2 separate regions of the Oryzias latipes genome follow, and region 1 is linked to region 2. The links are chromatin contacts, called in public Hi-C maps. All regions are on one chromosome and are shown on one strand. The core of a region is the stretch at or near the end of the contact, and the rest is flanking DNA. Distances in the headings are between cores, read along the strand shown. Region 1 holds the start of adgra2 (adhesion G protein-coupled receptor A2). Region 2 holds the start of LOC101173792 (AP2-associated protein kinase 1).

Region 1 (6,285 bases), core at 934-3,433, 140 kb before region 2:
CCCACCCAGGGCATCTCTGTCTTGAATGAAATTGTAAAGTATCACCAAACAAAAGAAAAACTTCCATTTTCTTATTCGTTTGTTTTTTCTAAGAAAAAAACACATTTTCTGGAACATTTATGACTCATACTTATTGTTCTGTAAAAGTAGCCTCACACTTCATGGTGGAAAAGCTTTTTCCCAGTTAGTGCCAATTAATACTATTTGTACTTTAATAGTTTAGAATTTCCTCTCTGTCACTGGTTTTTGAACTCACAGGAGCCAATAGTTGTCACTGATTTCACCACTAGGTGTCATGAGCTCCACAGCAAAACCCGAGGACTTCCAAGCCTAAAGATTGCTTTAGTTTACTGTAACTCAGACAAACTTGATGTTTGCTTTTATATCAGCCCTAACCTGAAATGCTTTCTCAATTTTCTACATAAACTTTTATTCAGGTTTAATCCTTTTCCTTAGTTTTTCTTTGGAAGTCAATGTAAACTTTCTTTTATCAAAGAGGAACCACAACATACCGTCTCGTGTTATCTCATTTTTGGTTTAATATACCTAAATCATTGTAAAAGGCAGGAAATCTGTACTTTTCTGCCTGGATACGTGTGTGCTCTCTTTCGTCTTTCCTCATGTTTTTCTCCCTTTCCGTTCCTCACCTGGAATGGGGTCCAGATGTGGGACAGGGAAAGGAGAGACTGCTTGCTAAGCTATAAGATGTGAGGGGGCTGAGGAGAGAAACTGTTGGAACGACATAAAAGTTTGTCTGGATGCCATTATGTACAATTTGATGTAATGTGCAGTTGGGACGTGACATCTAAAATGGAAACTGTGCTCACCAGATGAGAGAGATTTTGGCCTTGTGGGGTTGGAGGGGGTGTTGTACTTGAAGCCTTATTTAACAGCTTGGATAAACAGCCCTCTGTTTCATTGCTGAGCAGGCGCCCATAGACGTGCTTGTGCTTTCTTTCAATGGTCATGCAGGGTCTCCGAGACCGCTCTGGTGTACAGTATCAAATACAGGAATAACAAACCGGGGGGCTGCTGTGAGGGTCACAGCACAGTGAGCTATTATATTGCCAGGCTGCTTGCATGACTGAAGGGCCTGCAGTTTTGGGTTTGTCAGTGAATACGTGTCAAAGCCAATTGCACAAATTCCCATTTCAAAAGCTTCAATACTTCAACATCTCATGTGCTGAAATATTCTCCAGATATGGAATCAAAGTCTCCTTTCTCTTGTGCTCACACAGATTATATCAACATTTATGTGGTTTCTTACTATATTTTGGGGAACTTTCTATATAGGCAGGATGAAAGTGTACCAGTGACCCAGAGGAAGCATACTTATCGGGGGGGCAATTTACAATATTTTTTTTTTCTAAGAAAAGATTTAAGTGCTGGAATATTATTTCTCTCTCTGAGCAGGTCGCAGCATTTGATTGTGCAAGCACATTTAGAAGATCTGTGCGGCCACATTTCATCCATGTATAAACACATGGTATGCAAAGAAAAACACTCGATTGACTTTGATTTGTTAATGTTTACTTTGTTTGACTCGTTAAAAACTGGCTTGCTGTCCAGTCAAAGTGAAGTGTAACACTGAGCCTCAAGGAGCACCAATAAATCACAACTCTTATCATAGTTATCACCCACAATATGCCAGCTCCTTCAGCGATCAAACTCCTCTGTACAAACAAAAGTCTTTCTGCAATAACAATATAGAATTTACTAAACTTAGGCTATCCATAAAAGTGTTTGCTTCCTCTCTTTCCCGCTGATTGAATGAAGTTCTTTGATCTGCTGAGCAACACAATACACAAGGGGGTTTCAGCATTCATTCATAAGTTAAGTTAATTCTCCCTGTCCAGACGCTCATTGAAATCCTCCAGTCGGACCTTTCAGAACAAACGGCCATGCCAACATTTGGATTTTGTTTTTACCAAACGATTTCAATATTTTTGAAGCATTTGCTTGTATTTTTTTAAACCTTTTTTTTTATAGTTTGCATTCGTCACTACAATAAAAAAAAGCAAGTCACCGTTACTTTATGCTAAGATCACATTTTAGAAAAAAAAAAATTAAAAAGAGAATAATAAGTGATCCATCAGGTGGATTTATTCCTGGTCACGTGTGAAAGTTTGATCCGGCTGCGCTAGGACCGCGGGGAGCAGAGCGCAGGCGCAGACCTTTCTGGGCGCACTTGGGGTCGTGAGTGAGTTTGAGCGTGACAGAGACAAGCGGGGCAAAACCGCTTGATTTTTGAGAACTCCTCCACACAGGAGCCGCTGAAGATCCAGTCACTTCTAGCACTTTTTTTGCTGACATAGAAATTGAAGCTTTACTTCTGTGGTGGACCCGGCGGATCTGAGAAAAAGACTAAAAGAAAAGTTTGTGGGAACAGCGAAACAACTGAGGGTAAAGAAAGAAAGAAAATCACGTTTTCCTTTGTTATTAATATTATTTATCTCTTTATCCGAACGGTTCTGTAAATATTATGAGTGGAACTTCAGTCTTATTACTCCAGATGGACTTTTAGCAGCAATGGACACTCCCCAAAGACTCCAAAGAAATATAAATCTATTCTTATAATTATTAAGGACTTGTTTTTCCTTCAGAAACTGCACGGCTGTTGTAGTTTTTATGAACTTTGAATGAGCATTCAATACTTAAAGTTTTTCCATTTTGTTCCAAAGAGCGCCGTGCGCTCCAGCCGCCGTGACATAACGGAGCCTCTGGAAATTACGCGGAGCTGACTTTTTTTCTTCTTTTTTTCTGGCATGATTGGCGCTCTCTGTTGAGCAGACAACTTCCAACGTTTATAGTCCTCCATAAGCCCGTGATACCAGCTCTCCTTACTCCCTCTGAGAGTGTCGGGGTGGAGATATGGGATGACTGGAGGCGGCGGTGCAGCTGAGGTGAGACCCAGGCGAGGGACAATGGTTGCGCCCGGCGTTGGCATCCTGCTGTTGCCGGGGCGTCTGGTACTGATGCTGCTCCTGCTGTCTGCCTCCGAGCCCAGCCAAATCTGCAACAGCGGCTGCAGCTGCAAGGATGAAAAAATCAAGCCGCACAGCGTCCAGAATGAGGGCAAAAAGGTCAACTGCAGCAAGGAGGAGCTGCTTGAACTTCCGGCTGCTAGTTTGTTTCCCAGCAACACTGTCAGTCTGTAAGTTGTCATGTTTTTCAATAACATTTCATTACTATTAAACTTGGAGAATTTGTTAAGGTAAATAACTGAGAGTGAATTTTTAATCCTGTGTGTGAAATACAGGATTAAAAATTCACTCTCAGTAAGCTGCAGAAAGTTTGATCCCTCTGAAATACCAGATGCCCTCAGCCAGATGTTCTGAGTTTTAACTGTTCTGACGACTTGTTGCAGTAATATACCTTGTTAGGTCAGAAGTTGACATCTTGAACTACTCTAGCTAGTGCAAAGCTGAACTCTGCAAAGTATTAGTAATACGGGATCCTCACCAAGACCTGCTTCCTTGACACAACCCTGTCACCTCAAATCTAAGTCTGTACTCCCACGTTCCTGAATGAGCTGGAATTATTATGTACGCGTTTTTTAAAATTTTGATTCTGACTCACAATTTTAATACAGCAACGCCCTTATGTTAGCGAGTTTGACACTTTTTAATACTTTTAAGGGACCTATGTGTGATGTTTGGATGAAGCAAACTTCATAAGGCTTTGTCATGGGCTGAAAACAACAACATTCATGGCAGATGCTGGTCCATATGTGGAGGTGTTTGTTCAGTTTGACGCTGATCTCTCTCACAGTATGTTAGTTTTTTCTGAAAGACAGAGAGAAATTTGAGCTGGACTCGGGCACAGTGGAAAAAACCCCACTGAAAAACCATGTTTAAGTGTCTTATTGCGACTGGCACATGAGCTAAAGGAGAAGGGATTTATACCCCAGGAGAGCTGAAACCAGCCAGCCAGCAGGCCATTTATAGGTCCCTGTTAATAAAAGCAGGATAAACATCTGGGGAGCACATTTGCTGAAAAATGGAGGGAAAAATGGCTTGGGTGGCAGTGGTTTAGGTGATTGAAGATAATCTTCTATTCCTGCACATACTAATTTTGGTTGAGTTGTTTTTGTGCAGATGTTTGGCATTCTGTACAACCTTTACAAGGCGCAGACAATTCCAATCGCCGCTTTCCTTACCTACACCAATAACTTTGGGCTTTGGAAAGTTTATTTTCATGATGCTTCGTCGAGTTCTTCGTGCGCCGGTTCCCAGCCTTGCTCATGACATTAGCTCCAGATGTGGAATGTGGGAAGTTGTGTTGATATTTGTGTTATTCCTGACATTCTTCAGGCCACTCAGAGCCTGCAGACAGTGTTCTAGGTGCAGCGGCAGGAGCCTTCCCCATGCCTGGACTGAGAGGCTGGCCTAGCCGCCTCTTCCTCTGGAGGAATGTTCTTCTTCATGCTGAGCAGGCGAAGGCTGGAGGACATCAGGTCCGAAGCTTCTGGGGCCGGCTGCTCCTTGTAATGCACAACAGCTGGCCCCTATGAACATTCCAGCTGAGGCCTCTTAGCCTCATGGGAAATCCCAATGGAGATTTGTTTATTAAAATTATTAGTTGGTTGTTTGTTGCTTCTGCCAGCCATAAAGCAGCACCTTGTCCTCCCATTACTATCACCTCTTCCTTTGGCTATACTAGCTGTGCTATGAATAAGCACTTGTTAAACTCCTGACTACTTTACTAGTACATTTTTCCTTAAGTTCCAGATCTTTGCCCCACTTTCCCCTTTTTTTATGTCCAGCTCCCCTTTTCTCTCCCCTATCATGAGTTCATCCACACGCAGTAACTCTCAACCTAAATATTTAGCCGTCTCGGTAGGAAACTGCCATGTCTAAACTCCTTCCAGATGTGAGCCTGCACAGGCTTGTGTTTAGGCCTAATTATGCACGGTTGCAACGGAGATGGACCTATGGAAGAGGAATGGAAGGGCAGATAGGCAGATAAGAGTGGGAGAAGGAGTAGAAATGTTTGGGGGCAAATATAGGAATAAATAAAAGGGTTGATAGTAGGCAAGTTCAGGGAAGAAGAAGGGGAGAAGAAACCAAGAATAGAACGAAGAATGACGGATGAGCAGAAAGGAAAAGAGAGGGGAGAAGCTTGGCAGGCGGTTCAGAGGGATGTGCCCCCGGAGACTGAAAACTCCTCTGCCCCTGTCTGACAGAGCTTCAATACTGGGGCAGGAGGGAGGAGGACAAGGAAAGGTTTTTCTGTAGCAACACAACTTCCCTCAAAGAGTCCAGCTGTTTTAGTCCCTTAAAGATGGAAATACACTCGTTTGACATCTAAAAAGAAAATAAAACCTGGCAGATGAATGCATGCCTTGCGTGTTCAGGCTATTTCCCTGAATACATGGGGATGTAGTTGCACAAGCGAAGCTGCGCGGTAGCAGCTGTGTCTGTCTGAATGTTTTAATGGATAACAGGCAAATGAAGAGAATTACAGTGGCAGTTAATGTGTGAACTTGCTTATGCTTCATAGTTAGTGGTTGTTGTTTTTTACCAAAGGGAAAACTGTCCTCTTCCTGTGTTGTCATCATCGTCAGAGACTTACGACTTTGGCTTTAGTGGGTGACGGTCTAAATGAGTGGGCACAGATGTTTAGGGTGGGGGGTCAGCTTGCCCTGCCTTAACACATATGCCTGTTGCTTCAAGACAGCTGCAGGAGATTCCTACATTACTGCTGATGTGGCTAAATGTTTAGGTTGAAAATATTCAGAGTTCAGGATTGGATGTGCATCATAAGGTGAAGTGGCGGTTCTTGAACAAGGGCGGTCTTTTGTCATGACTTTGGGGTAGATAAGAGACCACAGAGAACTGTTGTAGCTAAAAGCCAGGAAACAGGTTATCAGGCCTGTCGGTTTGTGAGGCAAAGATCTTCCTGTAACCTTACTGAGATTTGCAATAACTATTCAAAACTCCAATGAAAGCCATTTTATTTCTTGTTTCGTTCCAGGCTAAGTTAAGCAATCGCTAAATGCATATCAAAACTAATATAAAACCCCAAACATTTGTCTTTTGTAAATAACTGAGGGGTTCATCTTCTTGCGTCTTTGGAGTGGTTTTCTGTACCAGCCGCGATCACCAGAACTGGATGTTTGACCGTTTCTATCTTGTTCTAACAAAGAAACAAACATCCATGCGTTTCCACTTTTACTCCTTTGATCAGTGTGGCTCACTAAACAAGAAAACCTTAATTCCACACTGTTCATAATAGAAACAAAAATCAGAAACACACACATTTTTAATTGTTCTACATAGAAAG
Region 2 (5,906 bases), core at 3,011-5,510:
AAATGCATCCTGTTACAGGAAAAGTCAAACACTGTGTCACTCTTTGGGGTAAGTTTTGTTTGCCCAAAAGCACGGTCTGTGCATATCTTGAATCATCAATCAAACGATGAAAATAGATAAACATGTAACAGTCACTGTATTTCACTGTTTTATTCCACCCTCTGCACCATGAGACTAGGATATCCATCCATCCATTTTCTACACCCACTTATCCCATTCAGGATACATCTAGTGCAGATCGCCAATCCATCGTAAGGCCACACAAAGCAGATTTCCACACACACTCACAGCTAAGTGACAATTTGTATTCACCTATGAAGCACATTTTTGGACAGTGTTTGGAAGCAGGAGTACCCAGGGAAAACTCATGCATGTACAAGGAGATCATGCAAACTTCACACAAAGAGATCCCAACTGGGATTTGAACTGTTAGACATTCAAGTGCTAATTTATGGCAGGAAAGTAAATCTTTTTTTTTTTTTTTTAGCAACTGAAGGTCTTCACAAAGTCATTAATGATTCATGTGGCAGTGTGGTCTGAAATATGTTGACTGAGCAGTTGTCTGTTACATTGAAAAGTGCCTAACTGTAATCTCAAAAACAAGTCACAAAGCACAGATATGTTTGATCTACTAAAATATTTCAAAGGAAAATAAGGATTTCATGTTGCTGAAATACATCAGCAAAGATGTGAAACAAGTGTGTTACTTTGCAAAGCAGAGGTAAACCTAAAAAGAAAGGGCTTTGATCAAATTGTATTCTTTGAAACTGCAAGGTTAACTTCACCACATATTGCATTTATATACTCAGGCAAACACTCGCACGCAGGTTTTATTCAAGCTCGGACAATCTTAAAGTTATTGTATTCAAAACTTACTACACACCTTTGTATACTGCCCACCTGTGGACAATTTATAGGGCATCCAGCATGAGGAAGCTACAGGTTGCCTATAATGATGCCCTAAGGATTTTATTAAAACAGCCTCGGTGGTGCAGCCCAAGCAGTTTGTTTGTTGGTGCTAGAGTTAATACTCTCCAAGCGTTATTAAGACATTTTATTTATGGTTTTATTTGTCGTCTTAATGCTTCAAATAATGATATCATTTTAACTCTCACCAATGTAAAGCACAGCACTTTTAGATACCAATCCCCTATTCGGAGGTTTTGGTACGATCATCTTTTTAAACTTTTAAGTTTTCATTTATTTGTTTAAGTCAGCAGTTTTAGTCTTTTTATTAAGTTCATGATACCTGGTTTTTTATTGTTCTTATACTCTTATCTCGTTGTTTTTGTATTCCTATGTAATTGATTTTTATACTTCTATGACATTGTTTTTTATCTAATACCTTTTATGTCATTTTCTTATACTTGTTTGAATGTTCTATTTTTATCATTAAGTCTTTTATATGTTTTGTGTATTTTTGTGGCAAATGGACCTTGAGTCTGTAATAAAGCTTATTATTATTATTATAGAGAAACAGAATTCTTTTAAAAAAAATATATCCGCATGACTGAAACTTTAAAAACGCATTGAAACTCCCAAGTTTGGACCACCTTAATGGAAATCTTCACACCTCTGGCTAATAGATGCAACAATTAGAGTGTGGGCCTGTCTATTGTCAAAGCCCCAAAAAGTACATGGTGTTTACTTATTATGTTTGTGGTGACAGGCTTTCCCTCACGGGGAGAGGAAATCCAAATGTGTAGTGCTTCTGCTTCATGAGTAAAAATGGGCACTCCAGCTCTCACATGTGGGTACATTCTGTCTTGAATACTCCAAAATTTTAATAATCATAGCCTCTGAAACAGCACTGCAAGCCAAAAAAAGCCAGCACACAGGAGGGAGTCTGACAGCACCTCTTCTAGATGTGCTGTTAGATTTGCTTTTTAAAAATAAACTACTAGATATCAAGAACAAATCTGGCTGTTTTATGAGTATCTGATATATACAAGATTTTTCAGCACGACTACTTTGATCTGCTTTCATCAAATGAAGTATCTATAAAAGTTGTCTTTGATCAACCACATGGAAGATGGAAATGCTGTATTGCATAATGCTTTTATAGGCTTTTTTTATCAAATACAAGGTTAAGATACTGTTCAGCTTTTTTATTGTTAATGTCAGAGATGCTGGTTTTTACTCATGTTGCCTTTCCAGGGTTCAAGTACAGCTAAGAGTCAGATGAGAAGTCTGGTTGCGTCAGCTGGACGATAAACAATATAAAAAATTATTTGTGATATTAGAATAAGGACAATCAAAATACAATAAAAGATCATTTAAAGCTCAAAAAGGCTGTCTGGATGAAAACAGACTATAAAATAAGCTTAGGCTGTAAGCAAAAGACAAAGGTTACTATGATTTTTGCAAAGTAGTTTAAAAATGGAATTTTAAAGGTGCAACAAAATATTCCAAAAATCCTGAACAAATTACTTTTTTTACATTTTTCATCAATATTATTGATAAAATATTTTTTCCTCAAAACATTTGTGGTAGCACGAGTTGATTTTAATTTTACAGTTTCTTTTTGTTGTCTGTTTTAATTTGTAAAGCGCCCTGAGCTGCATGGCATGAAGAGCGCTTTTTTTAGTTAATTAAATAAATAAGCTTGATGCCAAAACTATATGTCTCTTTTTTACAGTGGCAGGTCTATCTTTTATGATGAGGTAATACCACCTGCTGTTATGATGCGTATACAAAAACAGCATACCATGTCAGATGATCATACCTACACTGAACCATAAGAATTGTTTGGTTCTCAAGAGATCACACCACAACGGGGAAAAACATGTTTTCATTTTAGCATTCGAATTGGTTAACATGTGTGACATTGTAGAATATGAGAGCGGAAACAACGTCTCATTTCAATGACATTTGTCACCAGCGCACAAACAACTATGCTGCAAAAATGACTCAATGGGTCCATTTTTATGCTAAATCATCACCACATGTTTAAAATGTGGCCACATTGATTCCAGGGAATTAGCTGTGGTGAAAAGAATGTCCTACATTATGTAAGCAAACACCAACTGACATAAACACTGTACATTAGAAAGGATCTAACTATAACTTAAATGAGAAAGGTCTTTTCTTCTGGGTAACTTTACCAAAATGTATACAAATTTACTTTAATTGAAATTGGTAGGTATCTAGGGACTATAAATTATTGTCAGTTCTGAGATGAATTGACCACGAAGGTTTTAGCCAATTTTGCACAAAACAGAATCAAATATTCATTTTAATAATAAAGAAATACAAATGTTTAAATAATTTTAAATATTTAAAATCCCATCACAACACTCTAGAGAGCTTTTGAAAATTTGTCAGTTGGCAGGTATAAGAGGACAGAGGCCTGACTACATTTTTTGTGATAACACAGTGACCCCTACAGGAAAATCTTACGTGATTGTTAATATTTACTGTATGTATATTGTACCTATGCTAAGCAATGTCAAGCAATATCCCTGTTGCAGGATCAATTAAAGTTCTATCTATATACGTATTAGAATGGTGGTATCCCGATTATGTATATAGATATTAGGGATGCCACATATTAGGGCTGCTACAATTCTCAGTTTAAACCGAACTGTATGTTACACCATTGCCCTAAATTGGGAGGAAAGCGAATCATTGCATTCCTACTGCATACCAGTATGTTTGCATTGAATGTATCAAACAATTGTGCTAAATGTAAGAAAGATTTATTATTTATTGTTTCATTACATTACACCAGGCTTAGTATGAGCTAGCAGAAAGGTTTTCTTCATTGTTACTTGCTTAATGCCATTTAAAAAATAGGATTTTTTTTCCTGAATTTTTAGTTTTTTTGTTATTTTTTTGTAATAGACAAAGCATATCTCGATCAAAACAAAAATGACCCAAAATATTCAGTTTGAACCAAATCATGGGGAAAGAGGGCCCTGAAACAATCCAGTACATAGCTGCAGGGTTTAAGATGCTGGAATAATGTACGAGAACATGTGCGGAGAATATGGACTGGAAACCCTAAAAAAAAGAGTCTAAATAACAATCAGTTGCTTGTTGCTGATTCTCTACTGACATCTAGCTGCTGCTGCCACAAAAAGGAGCACGTTCCTCCCACATAAAGCTTGTGAGTTTCTTCAGGGCTGACAGAAAAGGAGTTGAAGGTGGCAGCAAATAGTAAGAGCCATCCAATACTGCATTATTTTTTTTTTTACAACACTTTATTTTTTTAAGTGGACAACATGTATTTTTTCACATTTGGATCCACAGAAAATCCAGTACCCACAAGGTGTCTCCTAGATGTGAGACAGCACCACCAATTCCAGGAAAAGTGAAGGGATCTGGGCGGGCTACCGGAAGTTACTTCTGATTTGACCAATCACGTGATCAGAAGTCCAGCATGACGAGAGACCCGAACACAAGAGCTGGAACGAAGGGGTTTGGACTCTTCTCACTAGCCTCTCCTCTGTAGCTAGCCCCGACTGTCATTAAATTAAGCGAAAGTTGACCGGGCATTTTTTTACAGCTTCTTTTTCAATTTTAGTAAGCGAAGAATGATTATTTTGATAAAGAGCCAAATGAATTTATGAACACTTTAACTTAAGTGGAGATGTGTGACTACCTACAGTGGAGACAGAGGACCTCCCTGGTTTGCCAGTCTGGCAACTGACAGCTGTCATATAGGTGTTAGCTTACTAGCTAGGTGAGCTAACAGCTTTGCAGCTTAGCAAACTTTAGTAAGTGTTAGAATCGGTTAGATAAATTAAAACGACATTTTTATCTTTATTTGATTCCGCATTTTTTTCCTAGATCATGTCAGATGAGTGTTGGCAACCAGTATTTCTAATATTTTAAGGTAACGCTATTTTGGCTAGCATTGTTAGGCTAGCTCGTTGTTTTCATTGAGTGAGGTGAAGCTCTCCTGGAGCTCGTGCAAATGTATTTGGGGGATTAGGAGTTCACTGCTGCTATCTTTAGGTGTTTGTTTGTTTTTTCCTACTCAAAAAAAAAAAAAAAAACTGCAAACTAGGCTGTACTCTGGATACAATCTGCGGAAATGAAAAAATTTTTTGATTCTCGTCGGGAGCTTGCGAGTTCCGGGCCTGGTTCGGGAGCCGGTGGTGGAAGCGCTTGTTGTTCCGGCGGCGGCGGCAGCTTCATAGGAAGAATGTTCAGCATTGGACGATACCAAGTAACAGTGGAGGAAATAATCGCCGAAGGTGAACTTTAACATTTGTCACTCCATTATTGCTCTACTACAATAATAATTAAAAAAACAAGTTTCACACGCTTGTAACTGACATTATTTTCATGGCTTAACCCCATTCTTTTGTTCACACTTTGCAAGCCAAGTAACATTATTCTTTGCGACATGTTTTTTGTTTTTAGATTACGGCACCTTGTTGCCGCAAAAGGTTTTATTTGTCTCCCAACCTCATTCGATGCTAATGTTTTTTTCATATTATTCTTTCTCTGTTATGAGTTAAATATCAGAACAAGGCGAGGTTTTACATCGATTAAAACCTGTTGGACAAACTTCCAAACAGCATTTAGTGATTATTACAAAGACTTCACCCGAGGGCTGGGAGGAGGGACGCGCTGTGTGTGAATTCATTTTCCACTGTACTGTGGGAGACAGAAGCCATGATGATTCATGCCTTCCTGTGTTTGCAGAAGGAGTGTTCGATGTTTCAAATGCTGATCAAAGACAATTTAATGAAAGGACATAAGAAATTACTTTTTGGTTTTACAGACACTCACATTTATGTATAGGAAAAGTTAAATACACAATGTTAATCACACATTTTATCAGGACCTAGATCTTGTTTTTATAGTCCAGGTTATTAAATTAAAATAAAAGATGGACTGAAACTATATTCGTTCCAAACTCGATCCAAAAACTGTTGTAGTCTGAGAAATGTCAG

Evidence for each region. A called contact is a pair of places that touch in the nucleus more often than the background predicts.
Region 1: a Hi-C map of embryo shows a contact between it and region 2, with 1.8 times the contacts expected there. The contact joins the promoter of adgra2 here to the promoter of LOC101173792 in region 2. A contact is called at or near these places in 2 of 5 Hi-C or Micro-C datasets (embryo and fibroblasts).

The regions. Positions count from the first base shown.
Region 1 is chr9:17,278,064-17,284,348 of ASM223467v1, reverse strand. adgra2 (adhesion G protein-coupled receptor A2) reads left to right here and starts at 2,183. Exons shown (of 20, transcript XM_011479347.3): 1 at 2,183-2,403; 2 at 2,791-3,154. The coding sequence starts at 2,877.
Region 2 is chr9:17,140,188-17,146,093 of ASM223467v1, reverse strand. LOC101173792 (AP2-associated protein kinase 1) reads left to right here and starts at 4,260. Exons shown (of 20, transcript XM_023958561.1): 1 at 4,260-4,419; 2 at 5,012-5,201. The coding sequence starts at 5,039.